Linked DNA regions of Gossypium raimondii: region 1 is linked to region 2. Evidence: chromatin contacts called from public Hi-C data. All regions are on one chromosome and are shown on one strand. The core of a region is the stretch at or near the end of the contact, and the rest is flanking DNA. Distances in the headings are between cores, read along the strand shown. Region 1 holds the start of LOC105794765 (pentatricopeptide repeat-containing protein At2g13600). Region 2 holds the start of LOC105794762.

The links. A called contact is a pair of places that touch in the nucleus more often than the background predicts.
Region 1: a Hi-C map of leaf shows a contact between it and region 2, with 3 times the contacts expected there. The contact joins the promoter of LOC105794765 here to the promoter of LOC105794762 in region 2. A contact is called at or near these places in 2 of 2 Hi-C or Micro-C datasets (both in leaf).

The regions. Positions count from the first base shown.
Region 1 is chr3:55,034,111-55,040,304 of ASM2569854v1, forward strand. It overlaps LOC105794765 (pentatricopeptide repeat-containing protein At2g13600), which reads left to right and starts at 3,776. Exons shown (of 2, transcript XM_012624071.2): 1 at 3,776-3,839; 2 at 4,002-6,194. The coding sequence starts at 4,085. The coding sequence ends at 6,163.
Region 2 is chr3:54,890,416-54,897,459 of ASM2569854v1, forward strand. LOC105794762 reads right to left here and starts at 1,707. Exons shown (of 12, transcript XM_012624068.2): 1 at 1,213-1,707; 2 at 981-1,128; 3 at 46-200. The coding sequence starts at 1,470.

The DNA of each region.
Region 1 (6,194 bases), core at 2,526-5,025, 150 kb after region 2:
GGCGGATCGGAGCGGCGGATCTTGCGATGACCACTAGTCTATGAAGGCACTTTAAGTAAGGGTCTTATTTATTTAAGAATTATTTCTGGGATTTTTGTATTAATTGGACTCTCCGGACTGTTTGGTTTAATTTTTGGGATTTGAATTTTTAGTTTAATACTTAATTTGCAATGGTTTTCTAAAAACATGGTTTGTACTAAAGCAAAGGTTTTCTGAAAATACAAACTGGATTTTAAAATATAACGATTTTACGACTTTCGCTGTAAATTACGTGTTGGCAAATAAATGAATTAAATAACACTTTCGATAATAGATTTAAACGAATATAAATTATAAAGCTTGAATGATTTGACGAAACGACTCAATTTTCAAAACCCTTCTTTGTGACACCTCTGAATTCTACCATAACGTCTAGGCCGGGTTTGGGGTGTTACATTCTTCTTCCTTTCTTTCTCATCATCTTTTTTACACAATATTTGCTATATCACAAACAATAATAGTAGAGTAGTACATAATATATTAATTATTATCATTTATTATTGTTTATTATACAAGTTGAAATATAATTTAAGTCCCTATACTTTTTCTACACTTGAAAGTTAGCCCTCTTACTATTGATGTATATGCATCAATGATTAAATATTATAATATCATGTAATATTATATTTTTATTATAATCTATACTATAATAATTGTTATATATAATAATACTACATTATATATTAATTATTATTATATATTAGGCTTATATGTAAAAAAACCCTTAAGAAAATACAAAAAAAATCAATTAAGCCTCTGTATTAAATTCGCATCCAATTAAGCCCCTGTCATTAACCAAAATAATCAATTAAGCCCTTCTATTAATGATTTTCATCATTAACCATGTTGACCATTAAAATAAATTGATGAGCCGATCAGATGGTGACACATGGCAACTTCTTGTTTAATCTAATATTTTTCTCATAAAATGATTAAAATCAGAAAAAATTATAAAAATTATAAAAATAAAAAAAATAATATAAATAATATTAAATATTAAAACCTTTAAAACCATTAAAATTTATATGAACTTATTAAAATTATAAAAAAATATAAAACTTATAAATATTATAAAAATATAAAAAATCTAATAAATTATAAAAATAATAAAATTATTTAAAATATTTAAAATTTAAAAAGTATTAGAATTATTAAAAAATTAAAAATTAAAATTTATATAGACTTATAAAAATTATAAAAAAATCATAAAAACTTGAACTAGACCGGTTAGCCCGAAATTGACAACGATACTGGTCCAAAGAAAGCCATTAGACCGGCTGATCTGGGAACCCGACGATAGAACCAATTTTTTATTTTTTAATATTTTATCAAACCAAAATTTTTTTTATCCAACTATTAGCATATGTCATAATGAAATATTCTAATCAAGGTTTTCAGAACCGAACCAGTGGTCGAACTAATCAGGCCACTAGTTTGCCTGTTTGACTGATCCGTCCAATTCAATTAAATTAAAAATAAAAAATAAAAAATATTAAAAAATTGGTTCAACTGTCTAGTTCTCAATAATGGTTTTTTCTGGATCGATACCCTTGTAAATTTTGGTCTAACCGGTCCAACCGACTGATTCAGTCCAGTCCAAGTTTTTATGATTTTTTTATAATTTTATATCAATTTAAATATTTTTATAGTATTTTAAATATGTTTTATTAATGTTATAGTTTTTTTAATAATTTATTAGAATTTTAATTTTTTTTATAATTTTATAAGTGTATATCAATTCTGATATATATTTAAATTTTTTAATATTTAATAATATTTAAATTTTTTATTTTTTATTATTTTTGAGAAAAATATTATATTAAACCAAAAGCTATCACGTGTCACCAACTGATTGGTCAACTTATTTATTTTAACGATCAACATGGTCAATGACGAAAACTGTTAACAGAGAGGTTTAATTGATTATTTTAGTTATTAATTGGGTGCGAATTTAATATAGGAGCTTAATTGATTTTTGCATTTTTAAGGGATTTTTTTCACATATAAGCCTATATATTATTGTTTGTTATTATACTGATTAAAAATGCTCTAAATCCTATATTTTAGTAAATTTGAAAGTTAGCTCTCTTACTATATTATATAATGCTATATCATATCATATAGTATATAATATATTAATAGTTTATATATATGTGCATAAAAGACTAAACATTATAATATCATGTACTATAACTATTATTATAATCTATATTATAATAATAGTTATATATAATAGTAGTACATTATATATTACTTATTATATATTATTGTTTATTATTATACTAGTTGGAATATTCTCTAAGTCTTTATATTTTTTACATTTGGAAGTTAGCCTCCTATTATATTATATAATGCTATATCATATCATATAGTATATAATATAGCAATAGTTATATATATATGCATTGATGATTAAACATTATAATATCATGTAGTATTATTATAATTTATATTATAATAGTTGTATATGTATTAATATGTTTAGTAATAGCTATATATTATAATATTATTTTATGTACTAGTAATATACTAATTTAATATATCGGTTTAAGGTTAAGTAATCGATTTCAAGAATAGTTATATAATATATTATTATATTATCATTAATGTTTAATTTATAGATTTTAATAATTATTAATTTTATATATTTATTATACATGTATAATTATAATATTAAAATATTTTATGTTAAATTAATGTTTTTAAAATTTATTCCATCTTATAATTTAACATAAAAATTATTACTAATTAATTTTTCCCATTAATCATATTTTGATATAAATATGCAAGGTTTATAAATACATTTAAAAAAAATTATCATTTATTTATATTTTAAATAATATCATAAAATTATATTAATTATTAATGTTTATTATGGTTGTTGATTTATAAAGTCAGACTTTCTCGAGCTTTGAATCGAATTTATCTCGAGCTCAGATATGTTACCGGTTCAAACATTATCAAATTCAGATGGTTTCAACTTAAGATTAGACCTGTTCATGGGTCGAGCCATCTGACCCGTCCCAAAGGCCTGCCCGAAATGTGGATGGGTTTGGGAAAAAATATAGGCCCGAAAACGGGCTTGTACAAAAAAAATAAGACTCAATTAAAAAAATGAGTGCGACCTCGGGTAAGGTATATTTTGACCAGACCCAGCCTGGCCCGACCTAAATTTACTAAAGTATAAAAAAATCTTTTTTTTTGTTTTTTTAATTTTTTTATTGTTTTCTCCTTATTTTGCTACCATTTTACTATTATGTTGCTACTATTTTGTTGTTATTGTTTGGATATTGTATAAAACTTGTTTTATAATTAATTTTGTTATTATTTTAGAGGCATTTGCTTGTTAAGTTGCATCTATCTTAATCTCATTTAAGTATACATATTTTTTAAAATTTATTTTCAATTTGTTGGGAAATATTTATTTTTGATATTTTTAGTATTTTTGATATATTATATATATTTAAAATTTATATAAAAAAATAATATAAAAATTTAATATAGGCGGGCTAGGCTGAGCTCCAATTTTAATATTTTTATCCGGGTCGAATTTAAACAAAAATTTAAACCAACTTTTTAGGCCGGGCATAAGCTTAATAAACGGGCTTAATTTTTATTTGGACCTAACCCAAGCCCAGTTCAAACTCATCCCAAACCAATCAACACCTCTAGTTAAGATGGTTAGGAACAGGATTAAGAGCTTCGCATGTTTTGTGAGCTCTGAAGCCCAACAACCGGTAGAATTTCTACCCAAAAAAGAAACACTGTTTAATCACATTTCAAAGGTCACTGCTGCTCAGGTATTAGAATCCGGCTCTCCACTTACTTCGCGTCTCGTTGTCGGAGAGTTGACTCGTTATTGTCATTGAAATCTTTTCCATAACTAGAAATTTTGAAAAAAAAAAAAAAACTATTGGCATCACTTCTATTTTCCTTCCATTACTGAGTTAGAAACATCTCAGTTTGCAGCCAAATGCTAAGGGAGATGCAAAAACCGTAGCAAAAGAGCAATGCCCACCAACTTTGTTTCTTCCAGGATAATGGAATGGCGAAACTTGGATTGCACAAACAAATTGTGGGTGATCTTTCACTGCCCGACTCTTCTCCTTTTGCTAAGCTTTTGGGTTCCTACATCCAATCCAAGTCTCTCCTTGATATACGTCGGTTACATGTTCGGATAATCAAATCTAATTTTGCGTCTGAGACTTATATCCTAAACAGGCTTATCGATGCCTACGGCAGATGTGGCTCCTTGGAGGATGCCGGGAAGGTGTTTAACAGAATGCCTCAAAGAAACATTTTTTCTTGGAACTCGGTCATATCTGTATTGACGAAATTGGGTTACGTTGATGAGGCAGCAGGGTTTTTTGATTCCATGCCTGAGCATGATCAGTGCTCTTGGAATTCCATCATTTCAGGGTTTGCTCAGCAAGATAGATTCGGAGAGGCTCTTTTCTATTTTGTTAGGATGCATAGAGAGGACTTTGTGCTTAACGAATACTCGTTTGGTAGTACTCTTAGCGCTTGTTCTGGGTTGAAAAACATTAAAATCGGTGCTCAAATCCATGCTTTAATCGCAAAAACTAGGTTCTTTTCCAATGTTTATATGGGCTCGGCTCTTGTTGATATGTATGGAAAATGTGGGAGTGTCAGCTGCGGCCAGAGAGCTTTCGATGATATGAGTGAGAGGAATAGAGTCTCTTGGAATAGTTTGATCACTTGTTATGAGCAAAATGGTCCAGCTAGTGCAGCTCTTCAGGTTTTCTTGAGGATGATGGATTGTGGAATTGAACCAGATGAACTCACATATGCCAGTGTGGTTAGTGCTTGCGCTAGCTTGTCGGCAATCAAGTCAGGCAAGCAGATTCATGCTCGTGTTGTGAAATGCAATAAATTGAGGGATGATCTTGTCCTGGGAAATGCATTGGTTGATATGTATGCAAAATGCAATAAAATCAATGAAGCTAGATGTATTTTTGATAGGATGCCAGTTAGGAATGTAGTGTCTGAAACCTCAATGGTAAGTGGGTATGCGAAGGTAGCCAGTGTGAGAACTGCGAGATTAATGTTTGCAAAGATGATGGAGAGGAACATAGTGTCTTGGAATGCGCTAATTGCCGGGTATACACAAAATGGGGAGAATGAAGAGGCTCTTAGACTTTTTCGTCTCTTAAAGAGAGAATCTGTTTGCCCAACACATTACACGTTTGGCAATCTACTGAATGCCTGTGCTAATCTCACTGATTTGCAGCTTGGAAGGCAGGCTCACACACATGTTTTGAAGCATGGTTTCCGCTTTCAGTTTGGAGAAGAATCTGATATTTTTGTTGGCAACTCTCTCATAGACATGTACATGAAATGTGGATCAGTTGAAGATGCTAACCTGGTTTTCAAAACTATGATGGAAAGGGATTGGGTATCATGGAATGCCATGATAGTAGGATATGCACAAAATGGTTATGGAAATAAGGCTCTTGAGCTGTTCAAGAACATGTTGGCATCTGGTGAGAAACCAGACCATGTCACTATGATTGGTGTTCTTTGTGCTTGTAGTCATGCTGGGTTAGTTGAAGAGGGGCGACATCATTTCTCATCTATGAGCAGGGAACATGGTTTAGTACCATTGAAGGACCACTATACATGCATGGTTGATTTACTTGGTCGAGCTGGTTGCCTCGATGAAGCAAAGAATCTAATAGAGACAATGCCAATGAAGCCTGACGCTGTTGTCTGGGGATCTCTGCTCGGTGCTTGTAAAGTACATCATAATATTAGGTTAGGAAAGTATGTAACAGAGAAGATATTAGAAATTGATCCTAGCAACTCCGGACCTTATGTTCTTCTCTCAAACATGTATGCCGAGCTTGGGAAATGGGGAGATGTTGTTAGAGTAAGGAAGTTGATGAGGAAACGGGGAGTAATCAAGCAACCTGGTTGTAGCTGGATTGAGGTACAGGGTCATGTAAGTGTTTTCATGGTGAAAGATAAAAAACATCCTCAGAGGAAGGCAATCTATTCAGTCTTGAATGCCCTCATTAAACAGATGAAACGAGCTGGGTATCTACCAGATGCTGGTGATGAAGAAGCTCACGAAGAGCTTGCCACTAGTGCGGCGGTTGGTTGATAGAATATATTCTTAATGATTATCGTCAAAA
Region 2 (7,044 bases), core at 457-2,956:
GCTGTGATAGATCATTATCAGTTAGTCACTCGAAAGACAGCAAACCTGATAACGCAACGTGGGTGGTAATGTCCGTGCAGCTGACTGCAATGAGTCATTTATAAGAGCAAAAACTACCAAAGGCCCTACACGATCACTACAAGGTTTCACCTCCAGAAGCCAGGTAAGACAGCTTTCAGTAGACATCCACTTACACAGCCCTGAACAAGTAATGGAGCATTTCTAACAATAAGTTGCTTGTGCTACAGCATATTCTGGTGACAGAATCAACAAAATCATAACCCATAGGGTTTGAACAATAACATTCTAATAAGCTATGAAGCACAGACACAGACACACAATACGGGTACAACACGATACAGAACAGGGTCACCACTGCCACTCCAGCCGCTGTCAATGGTGTCGAAATATTGTAAAATACCCTCATTATATCTCTCCGAACTTCCTAATCACATGCACCAGATTAGAGTCTAGAAAATCTTAACAATAAAGTCTAGATCTAGGTTTCAAACAGAGATTTTCTATCACTATTATGATGTTTTCAACTATTTTCAACCACCAAAATCCCGTGTCCTTGTGTGTCTTGCCGTATCTGATTTTTTTATTTTTTTCCGTATTTTGATGTGTCCGGTAGGTATTCCGGCATGTCCATGTCGGATAACGTGTTGAGATAGGTACGAGGGACTTTCCGGCGTGTGTCCGAGCTTCATAGCTAATAAGCTTTTGGTAACAATTAAAGATAAAACCTGCCCTCTTTTTGGCGAGCCCCAATTTGATCAATATTACAACTTTAACAAACTCTCACCTGAAGCCCTTTGTAGATCAAGTTAATCTAGGAATTAAAAATCTCCACTTTATTTTTTCACCCAATAACTTCTCTTATGCATTTTTAGAAATAAGCATCGAGATTCTAGAAGAATTAGCCAATACAAATTTAAACCAACTATATTTAGCTTGATGAACGAGTACAATAAACATACCTTGACAATTTTGATTTCCGTCCAACAAATTGCCCATAATAAACACAGTATTAACTGGAAACTCAGGCCCGAACTCAGCTTCCTCCACATACTTGAACAAACTCCACTCCCCTACATCATTCACCGTTAAACCCAATTTTTCCAGCACCTAGAAAGAATAACCAATTAACCACCATCAGATAACAGAAACTCGAAAATGAAATTATTTATTTAAAAAGGAAATAAAATTGACCCCAGTAAGAGCAAGTTGGACATCAAATTTAGTCAAATCAATGTTGTGAGAGGACTGGGCGCCCTGGATAACAATCCCAGAGTAGGAGTGATCGTGTTGAAGGTTGAGAAGCGTGGAAGGAAGGTCCCAGAGATCAGAATCCACATAAGAATCGTACTGGTCTTCGCTGAATTTAGGCGGTGGAGTTTGCTTAAGGAGGAGGAATTCAGCGTCGTTTGACGGGTTTTTGAGGATAACAGCAAGATTATGAGTAGCCATTTTTTTCCAACTTTTTTGGTTGTTAGAGAAATGAGAAGAAGGTTGAATCCATAGTGAGGAAGGTGATTAAAACCTACAGCTTAAATGGTTGTCGGCGTAGGGTAGGCTGCGGCGGGTAGGTAAATTATTGATTAAGAAATAAATAAAATAAAAGTGCTGATACTGGTACTGAGACCGGGAGTTGATAGTTCAGTTGGCGGTTGATGACCAGGTACGGAACTACGCGGAGAGACGAATAATTAGCAGGAATGTTGATTTTTACTATTTGTTTTTAAAATCAACTAAATAGTGAAATGTAATTCTTTAAAAAATATACATTATTTTTTTAATAATTATATATAACATGCAAATGCAATGATTATAATGTAAAGAAAAAATCTGCCCGTCTCAAAGTTCACCCCTTATGGAGCGAAAATGGATGGCCTCCAAGTTTTTTGGGTTAAAATCCTTTTAGCTCCCTGACAAAATCAAAATTAGACAAATTGAACCTTTCCTCTATCTTTTGGGGGGTTAAATACCTCTTAGATCCCTTTCAATTTTAAAATTACACAAATTAGGCCATCTTCATTTTTTAAAATTTTGATGTAGGCTTATCAATTTGCCCTTCTTAAATTGATATACACTTGGTATGTTTTTTTCTCTGGCATACTAGCACTCAATCGGTATTAAAAGGTAAAATTGTTTGTTTTCTTTTTATTTATCAAAATCTGTGTTTTTGTTATTCAACTTTTAAATCTGAACATATGTGTTCAATTTTCTATATGTTTTCTTACTAAAATTTAGTTTTCTATTGTAGTCCCTTTTTAAACCCTTTGTTTATATACTTTATTTGATAGGTTACAGTTACACGTTAATAATTAATATATAAACGTATATTTAACCTTTTATAGATGAAAAAGAAAACATCTACGATTAATACCTTTTTCAAAAGGAATAAATAATGTTAATCCTTTATAATAATGATATTAAAACTCCAAAATTTGAGGTCAATGTAAATTACAATACTAATCCATTGGAGCATAATATCAAGATGACTCTAGTGACATATGTAATAAATTTTATTCTACTTTTTAGAATCTATAACCATTTTCGTTCTGCTTAATGACACTATATATATTTTACATATTTATCTCATACCAAATCTTATTTAAAAATAAAATTTGTATGTATTTTTATTTATAATGTACAGTAGTAATATATTAGAATCTCTAAAATTATAAATCAGTTACATATATGTTTATTTAAAACTTTATTTCTCTTCATATTTTTATATAGTTGGAGAATGAAATAAACAATTTTTTGTTTTTGTTTTTTTATCATAAGGTAAATCAAGATAATTTGGATGTCTTTAATTTAAGGGTTCATTTTAAAACTAGTAATGGAAAATTTTAATTTTACACGGAATTTAGAAAAATTCACACGTGCATTTTATATATATATATATATATATATATATTTGCGATAGTTTGGATTAGTCAAGCTTGGTTCATAGATTACATTGAGTTGGTAATAGAAATATTGATAAGAGGAGTTTAGATATTTATATAAAGTAGATATGTTGGAAGTAGGGTCGGGTTTGTTTAAATAATGTATTTTTAAATTTGAGATAATTTTGAAGACCTACTTTAAATAATGTAATTTTTTAAATTTGAAATAATTTTGATCAACAAATTTACATTTAGAAAAAAAACAAAATAAGTTAAATGTTAAATATGTATTAAATATTGTAATTATTTAAACATTAATTATTTTACCAAATTAATATTTAAATATACATTGTATTAGTTTACCAAATTAAACGAAATAAATGTTATTAAATTTATTATTAAAAATTAAAATTTTATAAAAATCAAATTAAAAGAAAGCTTTGGGGAGGAGCAAACGTATATTTATCCTATTTTTAAACATTAATTATATGATTAAAATAAAAGAAATTTAAAACTAAAATTTATCAAACAAATTTCAATGATACAAGGATAATTTCAATATTGCACGCTACTTGCCTAATCTTGCTTTGACTATGACATTTTCTCCTCCTTCTTAATGAGCTTGAGTCAATTTCACTAAAACTCGTGTGAAAAATAATAAATATTAATGATTCAAACTCTCTCATTTTTTAATATTTTTTTCTGGTAATGTTTTAACTATATTCATTTATTTATTATAAGTGAGTTTTGTCTATTATTATCAATTAAAAAACTTAAATTTTGTTTATTATACTGCCGACTACATTAATTTAATTTTAATTAATGTTAATATAAGTAATTTTACATTATTTAACTATTTATTAGTTGAGAAAAAATAATATTTTTATATTATTTAATTATTTTTAACCTCAACATAATTTAATATCTTTTTATGTTTATAATGATTAACAACAATATGGCAAAATATGTTTCTACATAATATTCGACTTCTTCAATCAAATAGCAAAACCTTACATTCTAACAAAATGAATTGAACAAGATAATCTAATATACCTAAAGATGTTAAGGGTATGTGTCACCCTTTTTTACCTTATGTAATATTAAATTATGGCACATTCATAATGTGGAGGAAAAAAAATCTATGTAACAATATATTTGTTAAAAATTAATATAAAAATTAAATGAGGCTTTGGTTGTGATGGAGCAATTATGGTTCCAGCTACAAAAGCATTGAAACTTAAGTTGTAGCTAGGTTAAAATCATAGCTTATTATATTTGGAGTTGGCAATCTTTTGAACCAAAATTGTTTGGACCTTGATTTTGTAATCTAGTGGAAGTATTCTTGGGCCATCTTTGAAGCTTGAATTTTTGGGGAAACAAACGACAAAGGATTAGATTCAATTATATCATATAAATAAAGTTCCTTGTTTTGTGGAGACTAGATCGAGTTAATTGAAGAATAGATTAAAAACCTCAACACTTATTTGAACCTTAATTGTAATTGATATGTACCTTAGCAAGCTAAATCTCATATATGAATTGTACGCTTATTTAGTTTATATGTACGAGAGAGTTAGCACTTTATATTATTCTTTTAGGAACCATCTTATGAGTATATTTTTGTAAGTAAAATACAAGTGAGTCACTTGGTTCTACAACTGAGTTTTCAAGGAGAAAACTTAGTGGAGAGTGATCTAGATCTTTGTATGAATGTTAGGTTGCTACATGGTGAGTGGTAGAACTTAAATCATCATTTGTACGTGTTTGAAGATAATGGATTAGTTCTCTAAGCAAGGCCCCATAGATGTAGGTGGAAACCAAACTACATAACCAAACTTTTGGCGTTATTGTTCTTTACTTGTTAGTTGCTTCAATTATAATTGCTCATATATATGCCAACATATCAACTCACAAAAAATAATTGTTTTCTTCAAATTGGCATTAGAGTTTGACATTTTACGTAGTAAGTGGTGATACTAGTGTTGATTTTTGTTAACAATGAAAGGCTCTTTAGTTTCACAACCCCTATGTTGAATGGATCCAACTACGCATACTGGAAGACAAGGATAAAGCCTTGATAAAGTCTATAGATGAAAACGATTGATGTGTTGTTATCATTAGATGAGAACGTCCTACAATTAATGTTTCTAAAGTTAAAACTCCTAAATCTGAACTCATTTATACTACTAAAGAAGAGAAGCTAGCCAATGCAAATTCCAAGGCCTTGAATGCCATTTTTGTGCAGTTGATGATGAAGAATTCAAGAGGATCTTCAAGTGTATAATACCTAAAAAAGCTTGGGATATTCTCGAAACAACCCATGAAGGAACCAACACCACTAAGTAATAGAAATTGCAAATGCTAACCACCAAATTTGAGACACTTAAAATACAACAAAGTGAAATTCTTGGTGAGTTTTATGGGAAGTTATGTGATCTATCAAATTAGGTCTTTGCATTGGGTAATGAATATTCAAACTCAAATTTGGTGAAAAAAAGTTCTTAAATCTCTACTTGGGAGATTTTTCATCAAAGTGACTGCAATTGAAGAGGCTAAAGGTATAAATAGTATATACATTGATGAAATTATAAAGTTATTGTAAAACTTTGAAATAAACCTTGTTGAATTTAAGAACATATCCAAATGTGAGAAGAACATAACTCTTCAAGTTGCAACAACTGGTAACACTACTATTAGGCTTGAAAAACCAATAGGGGTGAATAGGGATTTTAGAACTTCTACAAACTTTTCTAAAAATTAAAAAGGAAGAGAGAAATGTAACACCCCTAACCCACATCCGTCGCCAGAATAGGATTTCGGAGTATTACCGAAGCTTATCGATCAAACAGACATAAATTACAAACATTTATTACCATAATATATTTAGGTCAAAAACCAATTAAATTCATACATAATAGCCCTTATTTGAGCCCTCGAGGCCCAAAATATGTGTTAGAAACAAATCAGGACTAATTCAGAAACTTAGAGAATTTTTTTGAGAAATATTAAAAATTTTCAAAGCTGCAGGGTTCATACGACCGTGTGGGCCGTGTGACTCACACGGCCAAGAGACACACCCATGTCTCAGGCCGTGTGGGTATTCGAAATAGGGACACATGGCCATGTTCTAGCCCGTGTCTATACCCATGTAACTCTCTGACTTGAGTCACATGGCCAAGCCACACGCCCGTGTGCTAGACCGTATGACCTTTCGAAATGGCCTCACACACCCGTGTGCTAGCCGTGTGTCTCACACAGCCGAGTCATAGGCTCGTGTGTCTAGCCGTGTGGACTCAAAATGCACCTTAAACAAAACGTTTACCAATCCCTGCAAGCTTGGATACTAAGCAACTCAAAAACCATTTGTTTAACCAGTTCAAAACACAATCGAACACATCTAAAACATGTCAAAACAATCTCCTAGGTGTCTAACCAATGTACCTTTATAGGTACCACAATTATATCATCAAATCATATAAATAAAACATCATTCAAATTCAATTTGTAAACATGCCAATTTCAATCTATTTTACCTATTTCATGGTCATTTAAACATTAACTTAAATATGACATATTATGACCTCAAACATAAACACATATTTATATGTATATAATCATACAATATTAACTTATAATTTTATTTATAATCATGCCACAAAATGATTAATATTTAGATGCCCTAGGTACATGCCAACATAAAAGGAAAAACATTACCACGTTTGAATTCGGGACTGTTGTTGGATGTTGAATCGGTAATCAAAATTAAGTACCTAACCTGCACACGGAAAACAAAACCGTACGTTGAGTAAAACTCAGTGGTATTTCTATAATCCGAATATTTAAAGATAAGAAATTTCAAATATACGATTGAAATATAAACACATATTAATATTTAATTATTATAACAACCATATAATATTTCATTTGTTTCACAAATATCTCAATTCTCATACTTGCTATATAAATAGCTTTCCACAATTTATTTCACATTTCATTATACAATTGCATCATCCATTCCATATTCATTTCATGAATATATAACTCATTTATTCCATATATTTGCAACATATTTCACATTCTATTTTCAATTCACTATTTCACTTCCATTTTTCATATCATGCCATTTCAATATCAATTATAAAACTTT